2 separate regions of the Mus musculus genome follow, and region 2 is linked to region 1. A link is a contact called in public promoter capture Hi-C data. All regions are on one chromosome and are shown on one strand. The core of a region is the stretch at or near the end of the contact, and the rest is flanking DNA. Distances in the headings are between cores, read along the strand shown.

Evidence for each region. Capture Hi-C pulls out chosen DNA fragments and counts their contacts.
Region 2: a promoter capture Hi-C map of adipose tissue shows a contact between it and region 1. The contact joins the promoter of Scx here to the promoter of Mroh1 in region 1. A contact is called at or near these places in 11 of 39 promoter capture datasets (the 3T3-L1 cell line, cranial neural crest, embryonic stem cells and 6 more), 10 of 484 Hi-C or Micro-C datasets (the G1E-ER4 cell line, the N1E-115 cell line, bone marrow-derived macrophages and 6 more), 7 of 115 datasets of contacts at active chromatin or transcription factors (the 230-238 cell line, the SCID.adh cell line, bone marrow-derived macrophages and 2 more) and 4 of 9 other capture datasets (adipose tissue, liver, macrophages and 1 more).

What each region holds. Positions count from the first base shown.
Region 1 is chr15:76,375,482-76,383,008 of GRCm38.p6, forward strand. Mroh1 (maestro heat-like repeat family member 1) reads left to right here and starts at 5,032. Exons shown (of 44, transcript NM_175457.4): 1 at 5,032-5,095.
Region 2 is chr15:76,452,655-76,459,655 of GRCm38.p6, forward strand. Scx (scleraxis) reads left to right here and starts at 4,784. Exons shown (of 2, transcript NM_198885.3): 1 at 4,784-5,532; 2 at 6,428-6,814. The coding sequence starts at 4,948. The coding sequence ends at 6,466. It overlaps Bop1 (block of proliferation 1), which reads right to left. Exons shown (of 16, transcript NM_013481.2): 4 at 3,218-3,372; 5 at 3,028-3,145; 6 at 2,842-2,943; 7 at 2,554-2,766; 8 at 2,316-2,477; 9 at 2,164-2,244; 10 at 2,020-2,089; 11 at 1,798-1,930; 12 at 1,524-1,704; 13 at 1,163-1,451; 14 at 990-1,074; 15 at 809-916; 16 at 334-724. The coding sequence ends at 571. It overlaps Mroh1 (maestro heat-like repeat family member 1), which reads left to right. Exons shown (of 44, transcript NM_175457.4): 44 at 172-385. The coding sequence ends at 257.

The DNA of each region.
Region 1 (7,527 bases), core at 3,782-6,281:
GCAGTGGGTCTCAACCCCTTTGAGGGTACCAAAGACCATCAGAAAACACAGATATTTACATTATGATTCATGGCAGTAGCACAGTTACGGTTATGAAGTAGCAATGTGTAATGACATTTTTGAGAATTCTAGAATTTTTGTTCCCTTACATACATACAAACACACACACACACACACACACACACACACACATATATACACATACACACACATAGACACACACACAAATATTACGAGAACACACTGTCTTTTTAATCCCAGGTTTAGGGATCTGGGGTGCTTCGACCGTCCACAGCAGCTGATCATGATTTGCCTTGTGCTCTAGGAGAGGCGTGGTTTTGCCAGCTGCAGGTAATTTCTGCAATGGCGTGACACTTGGAATTTTGAGAACTTTTCAGAGGGTACATAAATGTGAGGGCCCCCAAGAGGCGGCATGGTTAGTTGTTGGTCATTTAGGGAGGTTGGTTATGGTTTGTTAGTAGCTATGGTCAAAGAAGAAACAAAAGGAAAGAAATTAAAATCAGGAATTCCCCCCTCCCTTTCTCTCTGTCTCTCCCCGCTATCCTTGTTTCTCTCCTAATGATAGGGAGTGAAACAGAGAGGTGGATAAAGGACCCACAAAGTAGTAAAAGACCAGCTACAGCAATGAAAATAATTTTTTAAAGATTTATTTATTATTATAAATAAGTACACTATTGTCTTCACACACCAGAAGAGGGAGTCAGATCTCATTACAAATGGTTGTGAGCCACCATGTGGTTGCCAGAATTTGAACTCAGGACCTTCGGAAGAGTAGTCAGTGTTCTTACCTGCTGAGCCATCTTGCCAGCCCGAAAATAATTTTATGGCTTGGGGTTAGGAAGTTTGAGAATGTCAGCTCTGCTGGATCTTGATTATTCTCTCCCTTTCTTCCTTCCTTCCTTCCTTCCTTCCTTCCTTCCTTCCTTCCTTCCTTCTTCTTCTTCTTCTTCTTCTTCTTCTTCTCTCTCTCTCTCTCTCTCTCTCTCTCTCTTTCTTTCTTTCTTTTGGCTTTTTGAGACAGGGTTTCCTTGTGTAGCCCTGGCTGTCCTAGAGCTCACTCTGTCGACTAGGCTGGCCTCGAACTCAGAAATCTGCCTGCCTCTGCCTCCCAAGTGCTAGGATTAAAGGTGTGCACCACCACTGCCCGGCTTGATTTTTTTTTTTTTAAGATTTATTTGTTTTATGTATATAAGTACACTGAAGCTGTCTTCAGACACACCAGAAGGGGGCATCAGACCCCATTACAGATGCTGTGAGCCACCATGTGGTTGCTGGGACTTGAACTCAGGACCTCTGGAAGAGCAGTCGGTGCTCTTAACTGCTGAGCCCCTGGATTTTGAGGTTTTTTTTTTTTTTAAGATTTATTTTATTTATTATATGTAAGTACACTGTAGCTGTCTTCAGAAACCAGAAGAGGGCATCAGGTCTTGTTACGGATGGTTGTGAGCCACCATGTGGTTGCTGGGAATTGAACTCAGGACCTCCAGAAGAGCAGTCAGTACTCTTAACCTCTGAGCCATCTCTCCAGCCTGGATTTTGAGTTTTGATCCAGGCCAGACCTGCTGCAGGAAGCCTGCCACCTGGGGCTTTCTGCAGATTTGAACACATCCTCAAAGGAAGCAAAGGCCACCCCCCCCCCCCCCCCCCCGACTACTCTACAGGGCTTGTTTTCAACTCCAGAGTCACCGCTGACATTTACTTAGCATGTGACATATGCCAGCTGCTTTCCTTAAGTAGTCATCTTAGCTATATCCCCCTGGTCACGTCTCATGCCCTGAACACACAGACGCACCAAAGGTGGTTCATACTCAGAATTTCAAATCTGAATGCAACGGAGCAACACATGTTTTACAGACAATGAAACTGAGGTCCAGTAGTGGCAGAGCACTCATAAAAGCCTGAAATGTGATTAGAGGTCTAATGAGCCTTCGAGACTTGTGTCTTCCTGCACTGAAATTTATAGGTAGACGCGAAAGGCTTTACGACAAGGCGCTGGAGAAGCGTGGCCTGAAATGTCAGGTTTGTTTTCTCATCCACCTCGTCTGGTGACTTTTTGGAATGCATAGCTACAGTCCTTGTCTTAGAAAAAGAAGAGATACGGAACGTGTGGACACAGTAGCTGTCCTGTGAGGGATCTGGAGCTTAGGGGAAAGGAAGTCGCTCCTGGGGACTGAATAGATTTGGCTCTCTGGGAGCTAGGAGGGCTGTGGGTACATGAGTGACAAGGTGAACTGAAGGTGGGTTTTACATCTAGAGAACAAAAGGGAAGGTCACGTGACTCTACACACACACACACACACACACACACACACACACACACAGTACCGGTGAGCTACTGCTGTGTCCTCAGAGTCTCTCAGCTGTTCAGCTGTGCCTGCCCCTTTTACTTTCCTGGCTCCCATCTGTGCCAGAACCCAAAGGGAAGCTAGCAGCTGTTAAAGCTGTGTAATTACAGTCCGGATCCAGAAAGATCACATTCCTTTTGCAACGTTCTTAAGAAAGTTAATTTTTTATTTTACGTGTATGAGTGTTTTGCCCGTATGCATGTATGTACACTGTGTGCATGCCTGGTTGGTGCCTGTGGAGTTCAGAAGGGTACCAGATCCTCTGGAAGTAGTGGTAAGCATGGTTGTCAGCTACCTACCTCTTGGGTGCTGGGAACTGGAACCAAACCTGAGTCCTCTGTAAGAAGAGCAAATAAGTGTACTCAACCACGGATCCATCTCTCCATCACCCACCTTTTTATTTATTTACTTTTTAAGATTTTATTCTTGCCTGGTGTGGTGGTGCTTGTCTTTAATCCCAGCACTCAGGAGGCAGAGGCGAGTGGATTCCTGAGTTTGAGGCCAGCCTTTGCTACAGAGCAAGTTCCAGGACAGCCAGGGCTACACAGAGAAACAAAAACTAAAATAAGCCAGGCAGTGGTGGCACAGGCCTTTAATCCCAGCACTCAGGAGACAGAGGCAAGTGGATTTCTGAGTCCAAGGCCAGCCTGGTCTACAGAGTGAGTTTCAGGACAGCCAGGGCTATACAGAAACCATGTCTCGAAAAAAAACACAAAACAAACAAACAAAAACCAAACTAGAATAAACATTGTGTGTGTGTGTTGGAGGAGAGTGTGCACTTCAGTGTAGATGCCTGTGGAGCTTAGAAGCTTTTGTTCCACCTGGAGCTGGAAGTTAGAGCTGGCTGTGAGCTGCCCACATGGGAGACGGCAGAATGTGTTCCTAACTGCGGAGCCATCTCTCCAGTCCCTTTGCCTTGTCTTGTCCTTCTTTCTGTCTGCACCCTTACTAGTCCATCAGCTCTACTGCATTTTACCCAGTACCTCATGTGCTGGGCCTTATGCTGAATAATAAAAGTAAAAGTTACGTTGTGATACATACAGGGCAGCTTGTATGTTTGGCGTGGGGGGGGGGGCTGTGGGCTGTGTGCTGTGGAGCACAGGATCAGCAGGGCTTGTTGGAATGTGGCCAACCAGAGCACTGCCACTGTCCACTGCAAGGTTTTTCAGGCTGGGGGCGGGGGAGAGCAACGGGGGGGGGGCTCCTGTGTGTTAGCATGGAAAAGACCTCCTTCCCTGGCAGCTACCCAAGTTAGTCCCCTCTCTCTGTTTTCTAGCATTTTCCTAGGCCATGACCCCATCCACAAAGTGCTTCACTCTCTTTTTTTTTTTCTTTTAGATTTATCTATTTATTATATGTAAGTACACTGTAGCTGTCTTCAGACACTCTAGAAGAGGGCATCAGATTTCGTTATGGATGGTTGTGAGCCACCGTGTGGTTGCTGGGATCTGAACTCTGGACCTTCGAAAGAGCAGTTGGCGCTCTTAACCACTGAGCCATTTTGCCAGCCCCAAATGCTTCACTCTCTTACTCAGAGAGTCCTGTCCTGTCTTTTTCTCTCTTGGGCTCTATCCTCTCAGTAGAACTCATCCAAGTCCTTCTCATCGTGGAAAAAGAATATTGGCTGTGTGTTTGCCTCTGACCTGGTTCAACCGCAGCAGCTTAATTTCCACATCCAACGATGCTGTCAGCCTAGATACATGGTAGCTGCTTCCCCTTTGACAGGTTCTTGGTTCTTTTGCTTTCAGAACTCTACCCACAACTTTCTCTTGTTTACACACATCTGGGTGATTGCAACCTCTGGTTCTTTGCAGGTGCCAAGTCTTCCTGGCATGATCGTCCCCAACTCTCTTATCTAACCTTGCTTTCTTGGCACCAAACCCAAAGTTTATCCTGTAGTATGGCTTACTTTTACTTTTTTAGTCACCTCTTTCCAGCCTTAGAGGCTTTAGCTGCTCCTGGAGCTGGAATAACAGTGGTAGGTAGCAAGCAGCCCAGGTAGCTAGGACATGATCATCTTGATTCCCAATGTCTTGTTGATAGGTTGGACATGTACCTCTGTTGGGCATGGCCATGTGTACATTTAGGGGTTTGGGGTAGTTTTAGGCGTTTAGTGTGTGACCAATGTACAACAATGACAATACCTTGTGTGTGTCCGTGACAGCTGGGTTGTTGTTTTGTTTTGTTTTTTTTATTTTTGTTTTCTTCCCGAGATAGGGTCTCACTTTTTATCCCAGACTGTCCTAGAACTCACTATGTAGACCAGGATGGCCTCGAATTCATAAGGATCCACCTGCCTCTGCCTCTCCAGTGCTGGGATTAAAGGAGTGCGCCACCGGTCCCGCCTGGTGGAGTTTTCTGCAGTTGGAGGCCGAGTCCGAATACTCTCGAGAACAGCGCTTGCGCAGACGGCGTCTGGCGCAGCAGCAGTACTCACACTTGTCTTGTGAAATGGTCACCGGACCGCTGGGGTACCCAGCAGAGAACAGGAAGAAGTAGGTGTACCTAGGCGCTCCATGGAGCGGAGAGTGGGCGGAGTTAACGTGAGGGACAGAACTCTGACCAATGAGTGTGGAGATCGCACGGAGGCGGGGCCAAATTGCCGCGCGCCAGGCCGCAGTTGGCCAGAGGGCTGCGGGGATGGGCTTGGGGCGCTGCTCCGCCTACTCTGAGACGCTTGGGGCATAGAGGGCGGCGCCCGGGCCGTGGCGGCGGCGGCGGCTCCTCAGGTAAACGGCTTGTTAAGGCTCATCTTTGGTGGTGGGGGCCAGGCACCCTTTGAGGAACTTGGACCAGAGAGCCTAGGGGCCTCCCCATCTGCCAGCAGCAAGAGAAGCTGTGTCAAGGGGCGCCTCCCCAAGGTCAGCGGGCCGGTGCCAGGAGGTGCTGGGAGATCTCAGGTGTGCCCAGCGGGCCCGGCTTCGCATCTTACACCTGGAAGGGATCTCGGAGCTTGCGATTCAATTCTGACTTGTCAGACATCGGCGCGTGGTCCCTGGTCCCTGTCCCTGCTGTCTCGTGGGTCGCGTGATCCATGTCCTAGTCCCTTCCGGGAACTCGGTGACTCAAGACCCTGGTCCTTTGCGGGGTAGGGGCTACGTGTTCAGGTCTTTGACCTCCGCAACTGGGCTACCGGCATTTCTGTCTCTTTCATAAAACTGAGCCTTAATTCAGGGACTTGCAAAGCGAGTGCTCACCGCACCGCAGCCACTCGTCTTTCTGTATTCTCGTTGCGGATTAAAGGAGGCGGTGTAGAGCAGGAAAGTGATTTGTCCAGAGTCACGAGGATTGCTGGCCCCAGGGAGAAGGCCACAAAACTCTCAGAGTATAGAATTCAGGCAAGGTGAGAGCTAGGTGAGGTGGAGCCAGGGCTGACACTCCAGGTTTGGGATTCCAATTTTCCAACCAAGTCAGTGCAGTTATGCAGCAAGACTCTGCTCTACCCTGTACAGAGCTCAAGGTAATGGATGGAACCGTAAACTCAAGTGCAGTGAGTAAGCATAAGGACCTGCGGGAGAGGGATAGAGGGCGGCATCTGGAGACCTGGGGCTGTGAGCTGGAGTTACTGTTAAGGCAGAGGCTAACTTTGAGGGGCTAGTCTTGGTTGGAGGCAGGAAACTCTTTGGAAGGAAGGGGATGGTAGTAGAAATGGAGGAACAGCCTGCGACCTAGTTAATTAAATGGTAAAATTAAAAAAATTCAGGAAGTAGGTAGGTGGAGCAGGGCAGGGGTGAAGGTGAAGGGTTAAGTCTTAGCTGCTCTGTTAGACTTGGTTGGCCATGGTCATCTAGATGGAGACCCCCAGCAGACACAGGGTTGATGGGGCACCAGAGCAGAGATCCTATGCAAACCACTGGTTGTGGGATATTCCTGTGGAGCCTGTGTTTATGACTTGGCTGGCTGTGCAGTCTCTGCACCTGCAGGCCGGGGAGATGCTTCTGCCAGCAGGCTCTACTCTTAGGCCTTAGGCTGAGATGTGTGGCTCGAATGAGGAATGTCTTTCTGGGCTCTACTGTCAAAGTCGATGGCTGAGGCCTGGCCGCCTTCATTAACTTGAAACGGATGTCCAGGCAGGCAGCCTTACTCAAACCTGCATCTTGTCATATCTCCCTCCCTCAGAGGTGACTGTCAAGGGACTCCAGAGGCCAGAGGTGGGACCTGTTGACCTGTGCTTGTCTCAGTTCCCGGTCACCTGTGTGTGGGGTTGGAGATGTTTGTGTTTAGTTTTCTTTCCTACGGTTCTCAGAGGCCCAGGTGAGAAGCAGGATTGCTGTTGTCTGACGAGCAACTCCAGGCCTCCCAATGGCTTTTTGTTGAGCTAAGTTGTTTTGAAGTCAGAAGACATCCTTGCTGGCGTCAGGGTACACAGCTCGATCCACTTTGGGACATAACACTGGAAGGGTTTCTGCGGCTCTTGTGATCACTTGGCTGCTGAATGTCATAGGGATGGTGCTTTCTTTTTGGGGGGGGGGGTGTTTCGAGACAGGGTTTCTCTGTATAGCCCTGGCTGTCCTGGAACTCACTTTGTAGACCAGGCTGGCCTCGAACTCAGAAATCTGCCTGCCTCTGCCTTCCGAGCGCCTGGCTGGATGGTGCTTTCTTCCCGGGCCTGCAGGGTCCCCCTTGCTTCAGGGGTTTGCATGGAAGCCCAGTTCCACGTGGCTTATTTGAGAAATCATATTCTTGGTGGATGGTGAGCAGTGAGCTCCTGACTGTATTACCTTGGGACACCATCTCAGATTCTTGCTGGTTCCTCTAGAAGTTGACCCCTCTCTGGCCCAATTCCTCCCAAATAAGGCATTCTGTGACTGCGTGTGCCTGGACACCACCCATCCCCCCACCGGCTGCTTATCTTTGCCTTGGGGCTATATTTTATCTGAGACTGAGCCCAGCAGGAATTTGCAAAATGCTTCATGTGCATACTGGTTCTCGGTTCATATAAATGTAGGTGCTGTGAACTGGCTGTAATGGTGTACACCTGTAAAAAAATGAAAAGCAAGAAAGAAAAAAGAAAAAAACCCTACTATACGGGAAGGAAAGGCCCCACCAACCCTGTCTGTCATCATCTCTCATTTGCTTTGCTTTTTTGTTTTTCAGTTTTGTCCCAGCCTAACTAATACTCACATACAGAAACGTCTGTGTCCTAGAGCAGAACATCTCT
Region 2 (7,001 bases), core at 3,534-6,033, 77 kb after region 1:
CGGAAACTTCTTAACTGTTCCAAAAGAGCTTAAAAAACACTAAAAAAGGAAAAACTATCTTTCCGTTGGCTCCCGAGCCCTCCCAGCAGAGGCCCGTCTGTTAGAAAGGCAGTGGGCCGCCCCACGCACAGGCCCAGGCATGTGCACAACTGGCCTGTTCTCTGCCCACAGCCCTGCAGCTCCTCCTAAAGGACCCAGTGCCTGGAGTGCGGGAGAAAGCTGCCGAGACACTGGGCCGCCTGGTGAAGTTTGCCTGAGGCTGACTTCACTCCTGCGAGTGACACAAGTGACACACTGCTTGTCCTGCCTAGAGGACTCTGCTGCCAGCCAGGGTCAAGACTGTGGTGCCCCAATTTATTGCCCAATAAAGCCAGTTACACCTCAGTGGGTGACATTGTATCAATACCACCTTCCCTTCTGGCTTAAGCCAGGTTCTGGGTGCTGTGTAAGGTCAAGGCTGGGCAGTTGCTGGAGGCTGAATCAGGAAGACAGGAAGAATGGGATTCTATTGAGGATTCTGTGTGGAGGCACACCCACCCTCTTCCAGGCCACCCAGAGTAGTGTGTTGGCTTAGCTGAAGAGTCGAATGGTGCCATCTGCCCCGGAGGAGAAGACCCACGGCTGTGTGGGGTGGAAGGCCACATCCAGAACACCCAGATCTCGGGTCAGGGTGTGTCCTTTCAGCACCTTGACAGGCACCAGCAATGGGTTCTGCAGCAGGTCACTGTGGAAGAGAGGGACTCAGGACCCAGTGGGACGGTCCCATGGGAAGGGCTGGGGAAGGAAGGAAGGAAGGGCCAGCACTCACTTGTACACCATGCCATGGCACACGATAACACTGCCGTCGTCTGAGCCGGATGCAAAGAGTGGGTATCGGGGGTGGAAGGCCACAGCCCGCAAGGCCTTCTTGTGGTGCCTATGGACAGGGAGTGTGTTCACAGTGGGCTCCAGGTGAAGGGGCCGTCCCACCTACCTCACAACCCACCTACCTCAGCACTTTGTATGGCTTGGTGGAAAGATCCAGGTCAAACCACACCAGTTTGCTGTCATAGCTGCCACAGATGATGTTGTCACCTAGGGCCAGAAGCAGCGCCTGTAATTCTCACGAGATGCACAGGGTTCACTCCCCTACCCTGATGTGGAGCATCCATGCTCCCCTCACCTGCTGGATGTACAGCCATGCTGGACACCCACTTGCAGTTGGGCATCAGCTTCTTGGTTAGCTCCTGGCGCAGCAGGTGGTAAATGCGGATGCTGCGCTGGGAGGCCACGAGCAGGAAGGGCCGGGAGGGATGGAAGGCCACACACTGCACCTGCCCGTGGCTGCGGCGGAACGGGCTCTGGCTGCGCCTCCTGCTCACCTGGTGAAGCAGCACTTGCGTGTGCTCTTGACTAGACAGCACCACCGCCAAATAGTCCCCTCGCCCATGCCAGGTCACCTGTGTCACTGGCTAGAGAAGAGCAGTGCTGGCTGATTGTCTGACCAGGTCTTCGCGCGTCGCCCTCCCCGTCCCATCACATACTTTGCTGTGGCAGATGCGTAGGCGCAGACCCCTCTGGTGCTCTTCCTCCGAGACCTCTAGCCACCGGGCAGGCTGCAGAGCTGGCTCCTCAGGTGGAGTGAAGGCTTCCAGCAGCTGGTCTGTGCTGCCCACCAGCAGCCGGTCCCCCAGGGCTGGGTTCAGCAGCAACACGGCATCATCCCTACCAGCCGGGGCCAGACAGAAGCCCCTCCTCAGCATCAGCCCCACTGGCCTGTGCCCCTCCCAGCCCTGACCCCCAGGGCCCTACACTCACATGGCAGCAGCTACCAGGCATATGGTAGGATTGGGGTTCCAGGCGATGCTCCGCACCACACCTCCAACATGTACAGTCTTCATACAGCGGGCAGTGGCCACCTCCCAGAGCTTCAACGTGCCATCGTCTGAACCTGGGCATAGCAGGGACGCTCTCAGCACCTGAGCTGCTCACCCAGAGTCCCTGTCTCCTAGCTCAGGGCAGCTCCCACCTCAGGCCCACCTGAAGCTAGCCACTGGCCCCCTGGCGAGACACTGAGGCAACGGACAAGGTCGCTGTGGCCCCTGTAGACCTGCAGGAGAAGAAGAGTGAGAAGACAGACACACAGACACCGGAGGGCGTTTGCACCTCTGACTCCACACTTACGAGGGCCTGGCACACAGGGAAAGGCTGAAGGTCTCTTGGCCGAGGGAGTTTGGGGATGAGGTCTTCGGGGTCCACATTCACCTGGGAAAAGAGCACTGAGCATCACCTTCACACTACACTCCCCCAGGACCTGTGCGGGCTGTCTCACGTACCCTCATCTTGCGTTGCCGTGGGCACAGATACAAATCGAGGCAGCGCTCGAAACGCTCCTGGATGAAGCGGCTGTAAGCAGGCACTGTCCTCAAGCTGGGGAATTTCTGTGGCAAGAAGTTAAGCTTCCTCTCCACAGGCTCCTGCTGCATCCACGCCGAGCGCTGGGGAGACAGGAGGCAGGTGAGAAGGGATCGGGAAACATGGCCGGGGCCCACACCCACCTCAGCGCAGGCCCACCTCCTCCTCAGTGGGCAGGTACTCGGGAGGTGGGTTGTAAGACTCGGCATGGCCAGGCAAGGCCAGCTTGGGGGCAGGCACATGCATCTTGTGGCGTCCCAACACAGCATTCGGATCCTCCTGGGCCCACAGGTCATAGAAGCTAGGGGTGGGGTCGTGGGGCCGTCGAGGCTTGATCCACCCCATCTTGATGGCATGTACCATTCGAGACACCTGCACACAAAGGTAAGGTCAGGTGGCAGCGTGGAGACCTTAGAGTGTGCAGGAGGAGGATACCAGGGTTCCCACCTTCTCCTTTTCAACTAGGGATGGGATGAAACTACGCTTGTCAGCTGGGCGGTTGGTCACAGGGTGGATCATGATGTCACCGCTGAAGAAGTCCACAGCTGGCTATGGAGAGAGGCAAAGATGTTAGGTTGGGGGGGGCAGGGCGTTCATGGACTTCAGACTGTAGGGCCAACCGTTGTTGCCTACCTCATAGGGATTGAAGCCTGAATCTCCGAACTGGCCTCTCTGAAGCCGGTGTACCAGGGCAACCTGCTCATCAGTTAGCCGCAGATCACGCCCTGTCATCTTGTCTTGCACAGTGCGCCTGAGGGAAAGCCAGTCAGGGCCATACTCCAGGCTTGAGGGACCACAGGTCCCGACCCAAGGTCCAACTCACCAGAAATCTGGGTCATCCATTTTGTCCAGAAACTGGTCGAGCTCATCTCGTGTCCGCAGGGGCTTGTAGATACGTTTGCCATCCAGGTCATAACCCACATGTGGGAATTCATCGTACCATGCCAGGGGCACATTGCCCACAGTGTTCCGAATGTCCTGTAGCATAGTCACCACGTCAGCACCTGTCCCTGCCATGCTTGATCCTCTTCAAACCACCCAAGGGCAGAAGAGCCACTCAAGATCAGCCTCAAGTGCCCAGAAGCCAAGTGACCCAAAATCCGCCCTAGCCTTGGCCCCGATGTCTGACGTGGCGCGGCAGGGGTGCTATGCCCCTCCCCCAAGCCCTCGGAGGCGCCTGAGCTTTACCTTCACATTTTCCACTGAAGTGATGCCAACCCTAGCCTCCCCCCTCACTGGATTCCTTGGCCAAGGCTCTGGGCAGCCACAGACAGGGATGACCTCATCGCCTATGGGCTCCCTCCCCTGGCAAAAGCCTTAGGTACAAGTGGGTAGTTTACAAGGCAGGAACCATGGGAAGACCCCACCCCAACCTCAGGGAGACAAACCTGTTCTGCTCGGCAGGTGGTCAAGGACCCCCTTCCAGCACCACTGATCCTCCCCCTCCCATTTCAGTGGGCAGAGCAGCCACATTCCTGGACACACATTCCTGGTTTCAGCCCCTGCCAGCCACCACCACCCTCACTCCTCCCAGCCTGGGGACTGCTGCCCAGGCGGCCACTTCCTGCAACAGTAGCCACAGGGAGGAGGGGCCCAGACATAACTAGCACAGATGAGTGCCAGCAGCCCCTCAGCAAGACCCCTTGGGCCTCGTCCCACTGCACCTGTCCACACCAGCCCAGAAATGCCCCATGCTCTTGCTGTACGCTCTCCACCTTGAGGGCCACTTCCGAACTGGAGGGATGGAGAGGTGCCGATCTTAGCTCTTATCCACGTGTGCACTGGCTTTGAGAAGCCCCATGAAGCATACAGCAAGGATGGGGGTGGGGCCCCCAAGCAGGATGGGTCAAAGGGGTAAGATCTGGCACAAGGCACAGGCCATGGAGTCAAGTCATGCCAACCACACACACCCATTTCTAGACTGCTACTGCTGGAGTCACCCCCATGAGTGCACACACACACACACTCTCTCTCTCTCTCTCTCTCTCTCACATACACACACACACACACACACACACACACACACACACACACACACACACGGCCTGGCACAAAAGACCCAAGTGCACATGGAAGGAGAGTCAGACAGGGTGTGGCCAGGCACTCAGGGCCAGGGCAGCTGGGTGAACTTAGGCATGCCAGGAGAGAAAGCCTCTTGATTCTTGATTTATTCTCTTCTGCCCTGTAGAATGGGTGGGATGGGCACCATTGTCTTGGGGCACTAGTAGCACCCCAGAAACGCTCCAACCAGAAAGATGCTCGGGGGCCCTCTAGGCACGGCTATTAAAAGGGAAAAGGTGCACGCACGAGCTCTGAGTAAACTCCTCCAGGCCAGAAAGGGAGGCGGAGGCCAGGCGCGGGGGAGGAGCTGACTGCTATAAAGGCACTGCTCGGCTGGCGGCCCCACTCCAGTCCGAACACATGTGCCCGCCTCACCCGGCAGCCGCCACCGCGGGGCGCAGCGGAGACCCCTGGCCCGGCGGCCTGTGGGGACCTAAAGAGGCGGCATGAGCAGCGCACGGTGGAGCTGACGCCGCGCCCCCTGCCCGGCCCATGTCCTTCGCCATGCTGCGTTCAGCGCCGCCGCCGGGTCGCTACCTGTACCCTGAGGTGAGCCCGCTGTCGGAGGATGAGGACCGCGGAAGCGAGAGCTCGGGCTCCGACGAGAAACCCTGCCGTGTGCATGCTGCGCGCTGTGGCCTCCAGGGCGCCCGGCGGCGGGCAGGAGGACGGAGGGCCGCGGGTAGCGGGCCAGGACCCGGGGGGCGGCCAGGCCGCGAGCCCCGGCAGCGGCACACAGCGAATGCGCGCGAGCGGGACCGCACCAACAGCGTGAACACGGCCTTCACTGCGCTGCGCACACTCATCCCCACCGAGCCAGCGGACCGCAAGCTCTCCAAGATTGAGACGCTGCGCCTGGCCTCCAGCTACATTTCTCACCTGGGCAATGTGCTGCTGGTGGGTGAGGCCTGTGGCGACGGGCAACCATGCCACTCGGGACCCGCTTTCTTCCACAGCGGTCGTGCGGGCAGCCCACTGCCACCGCCGCCGCCGCCACCACCACTGGCCAGAGACGGCGGCGAGAACACCCAGCCCAAACAGATCTGCACCTTCTGCCTCAGCAACCAGAGAAAGTTGGTGAGCAGGGCTGGGAGCACCGAGGGGCCCCGATGTACTCACCAGCCCACACCTGCCAGGCAGAGAGGTGCAGGGCAGGGGCAGCATTCCCTAGCATCTACACCTGCCAACAAAGCTGTGCCCAAAGGAGGGAAGGGCACAGAGGAGCCATACCTTGGGACACAGACTCCCATTGGTAGTGGTCATAGGGACCTGCAAATACAGGATCAAGAAGTAATGCTGAGATGGGCCACCCAGAAGTTCCGGGAGGGAGGGCAGGCAGCAGGAACCTGGCAGGGCAGAGGGGCCTTACTTTCAGGCTCGTTTCCCATCAAGTTGAGAAGTGAAAGGAGGTGAATTCAAGAAGTAAGAAGTATATCTATACGCTTCCATCCAGAGGGGAACAATGTGAAACAGTGAGGCAGTCAAAGGGATGCCCCCACTAGGCTGATGTGCCACTACCCCTCCGCCCCCGCAGCCCACCTCCACCCCAAGGCTTATGGGCACCTGCTGCCTCTCCCCTGGTCTACTGAGACCTGCAGTAGAGGGGCTAGGGGAGAAGGCTGAACTGAGAGATGCTGGCCAGCCATGATTTACTGCTCTGGCCGCACTTGGTGGCACCGGAAAAGCAGGGTGAGCAGGGAAAAAATACAACGGCTTTCCCCAATCCCCATTTCCTCTCCAGACAGCACGCGCAAGCTCCTGGGGCCTGAACATCTGGGAAATTTAATTTTACAGTTTCGGCTCTGCAGCAGTATACTCCCCTCCCCAAAATGCACTGTGGGGGTGGCAGGAGCCCGGGATGGGGTGCCCTAGCACAGGCAGTGCCCCCAACAGGAAGCCAGGAAGGTTCGGGCAGTGCTGGGTGACACTAAGTCTCCACTCAGACCCTGACACACCCCCATCCCCTCTGCAGAGCAAAGACCGTGACAGAAAGACGGCGATTCGAAGTTAGAAGGAGGAGGGTCCACAGCAGCCAAGAGGTGATGCCACTAGTGAAGGTGGATGCCACTGAAGAGTCACGGAGAGCCCCACTTTGGACCTGATCTGAGCGCAGGTCCCCAAGAGCACGCTCACCAGGCCAGACCTGCCCCAGCTATGAGCAGGGCCTATGAACAGAGAGATGGACAGGCGGGTGATGGCTTGACTCTAAGCAGCCGAACACTGACCCAGGCCCACTGGGACTTTCCATGCTGGCTCTCTACCTGGGCCAAGTGTTGGCATCTTGTGTCTTTAATATGATAATATAAAGTCTGGAAATTTTGTATAATTAAAAATGAAACAGTATCTTCCAAATTGAGGCAGACTACCCTCTTGAAAGGATGTGAACTCACTATGACCCTAGCTCTCTCACCCCATCTTCCCAGAGTGAGGACAGGGTTAGATCACCTATCAGGAGTTTGTACCAGGGGTATATGTGTGTGTGTGTGTGTGTGTAGGGAGCAGGGAAGGGGGAGAGGCGCTGTGTGGTGACTGAGATAGAAGGAGAG